Regions from separate parts of the Mus musculus genome. Here region 1 is linked to region 2. Evidence: chromatin contacts called from public HiCAR-type data. All regions are on one chromosome and are shown on one strand. The core of a region is the stretch at or near the end of the contact, and the rest is flanking DNA. Distances in the headings are between cores, read along the strand shown.

Evidence for each region. HiCAR-type assays count read pairs that join an accessible place to other places.
Region 1: a HiCAR-type map of astrocytes shows a contact between it and region 2, with 5 times the contacts expected there. The contact joins two enhancer-like sites. A contact is called at or near these places in 1 of 39 promoter capture datasets (hippocampal neurons), 1 of 484 Hi-C or Micro-C datasets (embryonic stem cells) and 4 of 115 datasets of contacts at active chromatin or transcription factors (astrocytes, embryonic limb bud and embryonic stem cells).

What each region holds. Positions count from the first base shown.
Region 1 is chr4:143,276,509-143,282,258 of GRCm38.p6, reverse strand. All of the region lies in intron 1 of Pdpn (podoplanin), which reads left to right. Among named protein-coding and RNA genes, the nearest start is that of Pdpn, 20 kb to the left of the region's middle. Within about 2 kb of position 4,043, at least 176 of the 459 cell types and tissues checked have an H3K27ac peak or open chromatin away from gene starts, as enhancers often do. A contact at or near this core is called in astrocytes, where this site is marked.
Region 2 is chr4:142,074,956-142,081,509 of GRCm38.p6, reverse strand. All of the region lies in intron 1 of Tmem51 (transmembrane protein 51), which reads left to right. Among named protein-coding and RNA genes, the nearest start is that of Tmem51os1, 6.1 kb to the left of the region's middle. Within about 2 kb of position 3,504, at least 121 of the 459 cell types and tissues checked have an H3K27ac peak or open chromatin away from gene starts, as enhancers often do. A contact at or near this core is called in astrocytes, where this site is marked.

The sequences.
Region 1 (5,750 bases), core at 2,794-5,293, 1.2 Mb before region 2:
TAGTATCTGTCAGTCCAGGCACAAACATCCTTCTCTCATTATTATTATTATTATTATTATTATTATTATTATTATTATTATTATGAACAATAACCAAGGAAAGAGCATTCACAATGCGTTCCACAGAGAAGACTTGCTCTTCTGTCTCCGGTTCTTCCTGGTCTATAACAAGAATGCCCCCTACTCAACAGCTCACCCACTCTGCCTGGGTCAGGAAACCTCGCTTTATGAGAAAATCTTGCTTGTCGTTCGCACTGATTTGGACCACTTCCGCTCTTCACCCAGAGCATCAGAGCAGCTACTTCTGTGGCCACTCGCTTATTTATCCTAGAAAGGCCAAAGTTTGTATTCCTCGTTCATGTCGATGAGTCTGAGACGGCTGTGACTGGGAAGGAGAGATTCAGCTTCATTCTGACACAACTGTCAGTCACAGTTGTGGTACCACAAGAGAGCCAGAGTTATCTGTGCTATTTGCTTTGAGATAGGGTTTCTAACAGGGGCTCGGGGTGATCCTGAACTCACAAACTTCCTATGTCAGCTTCCAGGGTGCTTGTGAGATTACAGGCATCAGCCACCACACCCAGTAGAAAAAAAAGTTCTTTTTCATTTTTTTTTTGTCGTGTTGCATGCACATTGTCGGCTAATTCACGTGCTGCTAGGGCGTGAACCCAGACATGTCAGACAAGCACTCTATGGATAGGAACTATACTCCCAGTCCCTATGGCTCCTGTCCATATAGTGACAGCTGACTTCACTTAGACAGCAAAGGGCTGCCTTCCTAAGAGGCGCATGCTTTTATGACAAATCACATCTCCCCTCTAATCAACCTCCCACAGATACAGAGGAATGTGTGGCACCATGACACATGACAGCTACAGTGCCACATTTGAAATCCCCAGTAATCTTCCGGACAGAGGTTGTAATGGACTGAATCTTGTTATGTAAGGCATGCATATATATCCCTGTTTTATGGACCATTTCAAGAAAACACAGAAGAATCAAATGATGAAGTATGCAAACAGAGACTTGGGGAAACAGACAGGAATAAATAGTCAAATAACCTAACAGATGCGGATACTCACTAGTAGAAAAACAGGCTGTAGCCGGGTGTGGTGGTGCAGGCCTTTAATCCCAGCACTTGGGAGGCAGAGGCAGAGGCAGAGGCAGAGGCAGAGGCAGAGGCAGGTGGATTTCTGAGTTCCAGGACAGCTTGGCCTACAAAGTGAGTTCAAGGACAGCCAGGGCTATACAGAGAAACCCTGTCTCGAAAAACCAAAAAAAAAAAAAAAAAAAAAGAAGGAAGGAAGGAAGAAAGAAAAAAAAGAAAAACAGGCTGTACCATCTAAAAAAGGAACATATTCAGCGTGTGTGTGTGTGTGATGTATATGTATATTTTCATATGTGGGTGTGTGGACCTGTATACTCGCCCATATATAAGGCTGATATTGTCTATTTTCTTCTCAGTCACTTTCCATCTATTTTTGAGGCAGGGTATCTCACTGACTACTCCAGTTCTGTTAGACGGGCTGGCCAGTAAGCTCTAGCAACCCTCTCTCTTCCCTCCACCAGCACCGACCGGGGTTACAGGTGTGTATCACCATACTCAGCTGTATTATTGTTGTTGTTGTTATGGTTTTTGTTCTTCAAGATAGCACTTCTCTGTGTAGCCCTGGCCATCCTGGAGCTTGCTCTGTAGATCAGGCTAGCCTCACACTTAGAGGATTACCTGCCTTTGCTGACCCCATGTTGGGATTAAAGGCGTACCACTGCCTGGACATACTCAGCTTTAAAAAAAAAGATTTATTTTATGTATATGTGTGTCTTTGTGTGTACGTGCACGTAGATGCAGTACCCACAGAAGCCAGTAGAGGGCATCAGATCCCCCTAGGATAGAAGTTACAGGCAGTTTTGAATCTGAGCTCTCTGCAAAAGCAGGAAGTGCTCTGAGCCTCCTACCATCTCTCCAGCCTCCTACCTTTTTAAAGAATAGAGGCAAAACTGCTGTTCTTTAAAATCCAAAGGGATGGATTTCTGGCCTGTGAAGAAATTCCATTGAGTCTCATGCCCATGCCAGCTGCAGCTGAGTGTGTCAGGAAGTGTACTCAGGTGACTGGGAAGGGACACAGATGTTTCCAGAACTTTCCTGGCAAGCCAGACTGAGAGCATTGGTTGCAATTGTAGATTCCTCACTCTCTACTTACCTACCATTTGTATGCAAGCTCGAAGTGCATCCCTGAGCGCCAGCATGCTGGTGTGTACCTCCTGGGAGGACACATGAGTGCAAAGACATCAATCCACGGCTTGGAGATTACAAGAAAAGAGAAAGGGGAATGTCAGCTGCTGGCTGGAAACTCGGCAGCTGGCCTGGTCGACGCTCTCCACCGGGGAAAGCCTTCAGCCAAAATAATTGAGAATCTTGTAAAGATAACTTTCCCATGGAGCCGAAAAGAATGCTGGCCCAGGGAGACAAAAGACACGCATGGTCATTCATAAAACACCCTTTGTCTATTCAGGGCGACTTCAGTTCTTGGCTCCGCGGGCCAAGGGGAGGAAAGAACAAGGAGGAATTTTTACTGAGTTACTCTCTCAGTGAACTGAGCTCTCTATGAAGGAATTGAAGCCAGCTTCACTCAGAACTTTTGTTTTTAAAGCAGGGCTTGTTTTAAGTTAGAGACACGGGATGAAAAATGATTTTGACAGTGGTTCCAGGAAACCTTTTAATAATTGATGTTTAAAACTGAATTCAATCCAGGGGAATGAAGGGGTGTTTGTTTGTTTTGTTTTTTTAATGTTTTCTATTACCATATATTAAATGTCAATGATACCGGGTTTCATTTTGACATTTTCATATACACATATAAGTGTGTTCTAACCATATTCTCCTCTTTCTGGTCCTTCTCACAATCCTTCAAGTTTTCATTCTCTTCCAAACTAACAAACTACTCCCTTCCTGATTTCATATCTGTGTGTGTGTGTGTGTGTGTGTGTGTGTGCACCTGTGTGTGTGCGTGCCTGTGTGTGTGTGCGCCTGTGTGTCCCAGTGAGATTCTATAGGGCTGCCTACAGGAGTGTGGGTGAGGGTTTGCTTGTGGAAGTATGGGTATCTTTCCAGTGGCAACGCCACTGAAGAAGTGTCTATTTCACTGGGGGTGCTTAGCTTTTAAGTAGGGATTATTTGTCTGAAAAATGGACATTAAACATCCGTCTACTCCGCAGTCACAGTCCCTGCCCTCAGCCCACAGTAGCAAATGACCACAAGAGGAGGTCTACTATTGGTATGCACTGAGTTTTGAAGGTTTTAAGGCTTTTCCTGAGATTTTTTTTTTTTTTTTTTTTTTTTTTTGGTTTTTTGTTTTAAGGATGCCTACGCTAGGTAGCTCATCTAAAGCCATCCGTTGGCAACTGGAACAGGGCCAGCTGCACAGAGAAGGCTCCTCCGAAACAGAGCAACATTCCTCCAGGGGCCTCCCACCCCGTTGGCATGAGCACTTGGAGTTATGATCAAATGTTTATTAGCCATGCTCCTGGCTGGGCTGTCTTAACAGAGGGAGAATAACGCATGGAGGGAAGCATGGCTCGTCACCGGAAAACATCTGCTCTCTAATTACACAGGGCGCTTTCCAAGCACCCCTCCCTCCCATTCTCGTTGCCTGTGCTTCTTTCGCAACTGCATTTAGGCATGGCGTTTCCATTGCTGCTCCAGTCTAGGGAGGAAGCCCGTAGCCAGTGAGTCAGATTTGTAACTCGTGAAAAGGATTACGTGAGTTAAGTAAGAGCAGATGCCCTGATATACGGTTAGTCAGAGGCAGCAGAGGAGGGCACTTGTCAACTCTACTCACACTGTTTGAGTCCCTCTATTTTCCATTGCGGTAACAAAATACCCCAAAGCATGTCAATCAAAAGTGTAGATCGTCAATCAAAAGCGTAGATCGTTATTCTCCTTGTGGCTCTGGAGGTGGGAAAGTTCAAGAGCACAGTACTGTTTCTGCCGGTGCCGTTGTAATGGCATAGCTTTGCCAAAGATGTGATGTCGCCGTACGAGTGCATGCGTCAGTTCAGATCTACCCTCCTCTTACTAACCCACCAGTCACTTCCTGGTCACCCCATCCTGATGACCTCGTTCAATTCTCAGTACCTTTCCAAGGTCCCAGCTTCAAACACTGTTTGACTCAATGACTGTGGAGATTCGATTTCTATCTAGCACATGGAATCTGGGGAGACAGATGCAAGCAGTGACACTTCGCCGTTAAGATTCTTTTTTTCCTCGGTGGCTTTAGTTTGTGTCAGGTTGACAGTAACTAACTCACATGATATCCAAGCACGAGGACCTGAGTTTAAAGCCCAGAACCCACTGAAAGCAGATGCTATAGTGGCTCTAGCCATCTGTGGCCCTAGTGCTTCCATTGAGAGATGGGGGATGGAGACAGGAGAGTCCACAGTTCACAAGCCAGCTAGCTCGACTTATATAGTGGTAAACAATAAGAGACTCTGTCTCAGACAAGGTGGAAGTGGGGAACTGATGTCTTACTTAAAGTTTAGTTGCTGTGAAGAGAGACTATGACCAGGACAACTCCTATAAAAAGGACAACACTTAATTGAGACTGACTGACAGGTTAGCCCACTGTCAGGGCAGGAAGCATGGCAGCGTACAGGCAGACGTGGCGTTGGAGGTTCAACAACTCAATCCGCAGGCAGCAGAAGGAGACTGTATACCACCACCCTGGGCATAGCTTGAGCATAGGAAACCTCAAAGCCCACAAAAACCACAGTGACACACTTCCTCCAACAAGGCCACACCTCCTAATAGTACCATTGCATACGAGCTAAGCAATGAAACACATGAGTCTGAGGAGGCCATTCCTATCCAAACCACCGTGACACCTGAAGTTGTCTTCTGAACTCTACACACACAGTATAACACATACATACCTACACACACACACACACACCACATGTTAGAACAGTTGCATCAGATAAGTTTAGCTCTTGGTACTAAGTATCCTGTTGCATCTCAACACCTTTAAGTATAGTGCTGACTCCATACTCCATATGTAACATGGCGGTGCACACCTTTAATCCCAGCACTCAGGAGTCTGAAACAGGTGGGTCTCTGTGAGTTTATGGACAGCCTGGTCTCCCTGGTGAGTTAGAGAACAGCCAGGGCTTATGTAGAGGGGCCCTGCCCATCTCAAAAAAGAAGTTGAAAGAAGTCTATGACGTCAGTGATCCAGCGGTCTTAATTATCCAAGTGAGCAGCGATCTCAATTAAATAGTAATGGAGATTTGGTTTGTTGATACACTTTTAAATTTTATTACATCTTATATATTTCTGGATTACATCTTATATATTTATATATCACATGTGTCATGGCACATATGTGACCATCAGAGGACAATTTTCCAAAATTGGTTTTCTCCTTCCACCATGTGGGTCCCAGGATTGATCTCAGATTCTCAGGCTTGGCAACAAACCAAGTCTTTGTGGCCATCTTACCAGTCATACGTTTGTTTGTTTGTTTGTTTGTTTGTTTGTTTGTTTTTAACTGGTTAATGATTTGGTGCTGGGAATTAAGACATTCCAAGCATGGGCTCCATTGCTGGGCTATAATGCTAGGCCTGAGTTTGATTGTAAAAAGTGAACAGACAATTATTTTGTTGGACAGAACATGGACCCCGGCAGTATGTTTAGAAATTGTTCAAATGATTCTATAGAGTTTTTCTGGTCTATACAATACTCTGTCCACCTGAGC
Region 2 (6,554 bases), core at 2,255-4,754:
TGGAGGGGAGCGTCTAGCTGTCCGTACACCACATCCATGGGACCCGCTCATGTAACTCAGAAAGACCAGAGACCTGCAGCAGATAGGTGCGCATCTCCCTTCTGGGGTCCTTCATGCGATCCTGGGGGTGGGGCCTGGTGGTCACATGGGGGACAGCTTGGATGATTCCATAGTTTCTGGGTCTTTCTGGACGTTCCATCTACTCCTGCTTCCTCCCAGCCTGGACAGGTGGCGCAGCCTAGCATGGCCTGACAGTGTATTCTCCCCCCCACCCCCCCGCCCCCGCGCGCGCGCATCCCCTCCTCCAGCCCTTGGCGCCAGGCCTCCTCTCCTGGGAGCTCTTGTTTGGTTTTCCTTCCCTGCCACAGGCCAGGCTGCCCCGACCATTTCCAGATGGTCCAAGACAGGGGCCAGAAATCTCACAGGTGGGTCTGTGCTAAGCTGTTGCAGCCACCACACCTTGGGTTGATTCTCTCAAGCCCCAGCCCCATCTCAGAATGGCAGCTTGGCCCTGGCACTCTGCCTGCCTGCCGCCGTTCAGCTGTTCCTTCCCTCTGGCTCCTTTCTCCCCTGGCCTAGATTTACAGGCTCAGCTGCCCTCACATTTGCATGCCGGTCACTTTAGGACCTAGGATGTTGGAACCAGCAGCAGGGGGACCTTAGCTTCAGAAGTCCAATCTCCTAATCTTACCAATAGGGAAACTGAGGCCTGAGGAGAGGGAAGAGCATGCCTGAGATTAAAGCCAGGTCCAGGCCTTGGTTTTCCCAGTTCTGTCTTAGATGATTTATTGTTATATTTTATTTACTACTGGTGTGTATGTGTAGGTGCGTGCACGCCAAGGCATGTGTATAGAGGCCAGAGGAAAACCTTTGGCAGTCAGTTGTCTCTTCTTCCTTGATTTCTGGGGGGGATGGGAACTCAGGTCGTCAGCCTTGGCAGCAAACATCTTTACCTGCGGAGCCATCTCACCAGGCTGTCTTGGATGTTTCTCAGAACCCTCCTGTTTGTTTGTCTGCTGTGTGACAATCTCACGGAGCCCAAGCTGACTTTGAACTCTGTATGTAGCTGAGGGTGGCTTCTGGTCCTCCTGCCTCACCTCCTGAGTATAAGGGCTATCGATATCCAACACCACACCCAGCTTATGTGGGGCTGGAGCTGGGGCCCCTTGCTCGGGTTTACCATTGTCAGATCCTGTCTGCTCATTGTCATCTGGAAGGGGGCTGCTGGTGACATGTCTGACACTCCCCTCATCCACTGAGCCATACAGGTGTCTCTGCATCTGCAGACTAAGGAAACCGCTGCTGCTCCAGATGTCAAACACACACATGCCTTGTAAGGACAGGAAGGGACTGTGTCATAGACCCAGCAACACTGGCTGTAAAGCTGGCTGAACTTACTCTGCAGTGCTACGTCTGGTTTTGCATCCTGAAGGGACAAGTTTTCCCCTACACGCTCCGACATGCTAGACTCATGACCTTCTAAATGGTGGCGATCAGCAATTCAGGAGTCTGCCTTTTAGGGTCAGTTCAGTCAGGACACTTCCTTGACTCTAACACAATTCAAGGTGCATGGGGCTTCGTGGTCCACGTTTCCGTGTGTGTCGAGGAGACATCTGATCCTCATGAGGTCTTTAGAAAGAGGAAGCTGGCATTTGGATGGGGCTGCTGGGAGCCCAAGGTCACACAGAGGAAGAGTCTAATTTTAGCTGTGTTCATTTTAAGCCAACCAGTGGTACCACCCCTGGTACCATGGCTTCGCCAGACTAGGCATCCCTGGGGTGCCTGATTTGGGCTTGTTCATTTCAGCCCTTCTTCTCAGGAGCAGGGGGCGAAAGTAGAGGCTGAAGAGATGCCTCAGTGGCTAAAAGCACTTGCTATACAATCATGGCATCAGATTCCTACTTTCATGTAACAGGCTAGGCATCTCTCCTTTGCTGGTAACCCAGATCTGTAGGGTTTACTGGCTTCCAGTCTAGATGAGAAAAACAAAAAAACAAAAAACAAAAAAACAACAACAACAAAAAAAACAAGAACAAAACCCAAAAAACAAAAAACACCAAGGTTCAGAGAGAGACCTTGCCTAAAAGAATAAGGTAGAAAGTGCTAAAGGATGACACATGGACCCTCTTCTGGCCTCTGCACATGTGCACTGGTACACACACACACACATACACACTAATGGGCACATAACACTTACATGGGCACACACACTTTAAAGATTTTTAAAAGATGTTTTAAAGAATCAAAGACCAAATAAAATGTTCGAGAACTTGCTTCCTGGGCAAGGGAGATCCTCCTGTGGGGATCAGACTTCTGGGAAGGGACATTTGTAGTACATTGGAAGTCCTGACCAGACGATAGGTGTCTTCCAGGCTAACACTTGTCCACTGTGGGCATCTTTTATTTGTTCGGGTTTATTTTATTTTTTGAGACTGGGGTGCCTCGTATCCCAGGCTGGCTTTCATTAGCTATATAGACAAAGATGGCCTTGAACTCCTGACCCTCCCGCCCCCACCTCTCCAGTTCTGAGATGGCACGCATGTGCCACCGGTTTATATAGCATCTGATCAGTGGGTTTGACGGTCAGTTAAATGTTCTTGCCCTGTCTTTATAAAAAGTGAATGAGAGGGAAGACTGGAAATCTATATGCACAATTTAAAAAAAATTTTTTTTATTTATTTTTTGTCTGTCTTGGAGGAGTTGTGGGGTAGGTGTGTAGTTGCCATGTCTAGTTTATAGAGGTCAACGTTAGCTCTCTCCTTCCGCCATGTGCGGCCCAAGGATCAAACTTAGGTCAGTGAGCGTGGTGGCAAACACCTTTACCTTCTGAGTCAATTCACTGGCCCAGGAAAAGTACTTTTCATTAAATTTTATTATAGTAGTAGTAGTAGTAGTAGTAGTAGTAGTAGTAGTAGTATTTTGAAACATGTTTTCACTATGTAGCCCTGGCTTACCTGGAGCTCTATGTAGACCAGGTTGACCTCAAACTCACAGAGATCCTCCTGCCTCTCTAGTCCTAGGATTAAAGGCATGGGCCACCACTCCCAGCATATTTTAATCAATTTAAAAATCACATTGTTATTATTATTATTTGTGTGTGTGTGTGTGTGTGTGTGTGTGTGTAAGAGAGGGGAAGGGGTACACTCATTCCAAGGTATGGCTGCAGAAATCAGAGGACAACTTTTCAGGAGGTTCTCTCATGAAATGCAAAGCCTGGCTTGACAGCGTACACTCCCTGGGTTTGGCAGTTCCCTTTTAAAGAATTCAGAGACCTTTAAAGTAAAATGTGTCACCAAGTGGCACGTCGTGTGGTTTGGTTTCACCCCACCTACCTTTGCCCGCTGAGCCATCTCTCGGGCCCAGGGGACGTCTGTGAGTGACTTGTGGTCTGAGCCAAGCAGCACATGTCGGTCTCTGCAGTGAGAGCTTTGGGCAGTCCTGCTCCGGGCTGCTGCGGTTTTTTTTGTTTTTGTTTTTTTTATGCTGCGATCCTGGGAACTCAGGATTCCTTGGACAGTTCCCAGAAAGCAGCTCAGGCTTTGCAAGGACAGAGCTCAGGGGTGGGAGGCAGGGCCAACAGGAAGGAGGAACCGCTTGCAAATGTTCCCAATATACACTGGCTCCCGAAGGTCCCTTTAAAAGAATTCGGAGACCTTAAAAAGTAAAATGTATTACAAAGTGCAGAACCGCTCTTCACGCAGCCGCCTCAGTTCTTCTTAGAAGAAACAGAGAGGCAGGAGTGGGTAGGCGCCAAATCTTACTTTGATGAGTGTTCCCAAATGGGGACAGTGATGGTGTTCCAAAGGAGGCTAGGCAGTCAGTGTGAGGTAGGGAGCTGGCCTGGAACCCACGTCTGCAGCACAGACTGTCTTGGCTGAAGGCCACACTGTGCATGCACTAGGAACACTCTTTAGGAAACCCCCGCTGCTATCTGTCAGCAGCCCTGCTTGTAATGCTGACACAAAGTTATCGTTTCATCAGGGCTGAAGAGACAGTTTAAGGTGATTAAGGGCACTGGCTGCTCTTGCACAGGACCTGGGTTTGGTTTGGTCTCCAGAACCCACATGGCAGTTCATAACAGCCTGTAACTCCACTTCGAGTGGAGGATCAGATGTCCTCTTCTGGCATTCTTGGGTACCTGCACACACGGCACACACATACACGCAGGCACTCGCATACAAGTCAATTAAAAATAAATCTGTTTCTAAAAGCACACTTGGTTCAAAGGCAGCACTTATCTAGCACCCAGGCATAATAACCTACTTCCTGCTTCATCTCTGCTTCCTCCTCCTCTTCCTTTAAATATTCTTGTTTTGTTTTTTGTTTTTTGAGACAAGGTCTCACACCTACTCCCAGGCTGGCCTCATACTTGCCAAGTTCCCCATCTCGACCTTGAACTCCTGAGCCACCTGCTGTGCTGGGTTTACAGACATACCCTCCACACCCAGTGTAGGTGGTGCTGGGGTTCAAACACAGAGCTTGTGCATGCTGGGTAAGCTCTCCTCCAGTGAACTATATCCCAGTCCCTGTCTGTCTGTCTGTCTGCCTGTCTGCCTGTCTGTCTCTCTCTCTTTGTCTCTCTGTCTCTGTCTCTGTCTCTCTCTGTCTCTCTCTCTCTCTCTCTCTCTCTCTCTCTCTCTCTCTCTCTCTCTCTCTCTCTCGTGTGTGTGTGTGTGTGTGTGTGTGTGTGTGTGTGTGTGTGTGTGTGCGCGCGCGTGCGCTCATGCGACCAGGATCATCAGCCTGACTTCTCCCAACATATGTTGGTAGAACCAGAACTCAAACTTCCCATGGTGGGCCAGTGCCTTTGCAATCATGGTCTCATGTAATACCCAGTTCTGAAAATCTCCAGAAGGGTCTGGTGTGTTCTCTGCTGGACACTTGGAGTAACTGCTGGGACTAAACCCTGGCTGGACCTTGCATATGCTAAGCGACTAAGCTACAGGTGTATATACTCTCAGTGGAATCTCACATTTTGGCTAGCTTCTTCTTCTTCACCTTAGGTCTGGAGAGGGGCTGAGAACCGACTCACCCTCTTCCCATGTGTTTTCCCTGCCCCCACTGTCTGGCTTGAGTAGGGTGTGGACCTAGACTGTTGCTATTCGGTGGAAGGAGCCTGATTTGTTTGTTTGTTGTTTTGTTTTGTTTTGTTTTCTTTTGTCTTGTTTTGAGACAGGGTTTCTCTGGGTAGCCCTGGGAACATTATTTTTAAAAAGCTCTCAACCTCTCCCTAGAAGAGCAATCCGAAGAGTCTTCAGGTCGCCCCGTGAACTGCTGTTTGCGGTTGGGAGTCATGGGTTGGAACTGCCTCTGCAGTTCAGCAGTGCAAGTGGTTGTCTGGGTTCCACGCCTAAGCATACGTAAGAATATTTGCATAAACAAATTGACAAACAAATGCATGGTTTCAGTCCTTAGTGACTGAGTCTGCTATCTACAGAGAGGCAGCCCCAGCTCCCAGGGACGCAGCCTATGGTCCCGAGGGCGACAGTGGGGAAAGTACCTCTAAGTTGGAATCTGATCTGGGGACCCGGGACCGGGAGGGAGCAGGGGTTAACTCAAACTCAAGAGTGCAGGAAAGAGCTTTATTTTATTTTAGAGACAGCATCTCATGTGGCACAGGCTAGCCTAGAACCATATGGTTGATAATGACCTTGAACTCCGCATCCACCAGCCAAGTGCTGAGATCTCCCACCACACACCTGTTTGAGGCTAGGCTGGGAATTGAACCCCAGGACCTCACGCTCGCTAGGCAAGCATGATACCTACCCGTGCTAGATTCCCCAGCCTGAGGGAAAGAACTCCTAAGGAAGTGGGGTCTGAGCTGAACTGGGAAGGGGAACGAAGTTCAGGTGACAGGCAAGCAACCTGGTGGATGTAGCAACAAGTTCCGGAAGTAGTAGAGTTAAGTTCCCAAGGGCCCATAGAGCTGGGAGGGTGGGCTGGAAAAAACCTACGGAATTTCCTTCTGCAACTTATTTTAGTGGTGGCACTCCCCTCCCACAAATTAAAATAGAGCTGAGATGCAATCCAGGGCTCCATTTTGGGATATACTCCCAAAAGAGTTGAGCTCAGAAGAGACATTTGTGTTCACTGTTATCTGTGAGAGATAGAACGTGGAAGGGGTGTTCACTGGCAGACAAACAGACGGAATGTGACCCGCTACCTGAGGACTTTGTGCTAAGAGACAAAAGCCTGTGAAAAGACAGGCCGGGGAGGGGGTTGGTTCTCAGCCTGTCATGCATACTCAAGGACCTAAATTGAGATCCTCATGGCAGAAGGGGAGTGCATTGCTGGTTTCCAGGGACAAAGGGAGGGGGACAGTGAGCTGCCCTGTGCTGGGGAGGGGTTCGGTTTTTACAGTGTGAAGAACTGAATGGATCCGTGTGCTGCCTGTCCCTGATGGTTGGCCTATGACATGAGTTTCCTTAATGCCAGCAAACGGCATGCTTAAAACTTGGTAAGGAGGCTGCTGAGATGGCTTAGTGGGTAATGAGCTTACCTAGTAGTCCTACCCCACCCCCATCCCCCGAATTCTGTTGCCAGAACCCATGAAA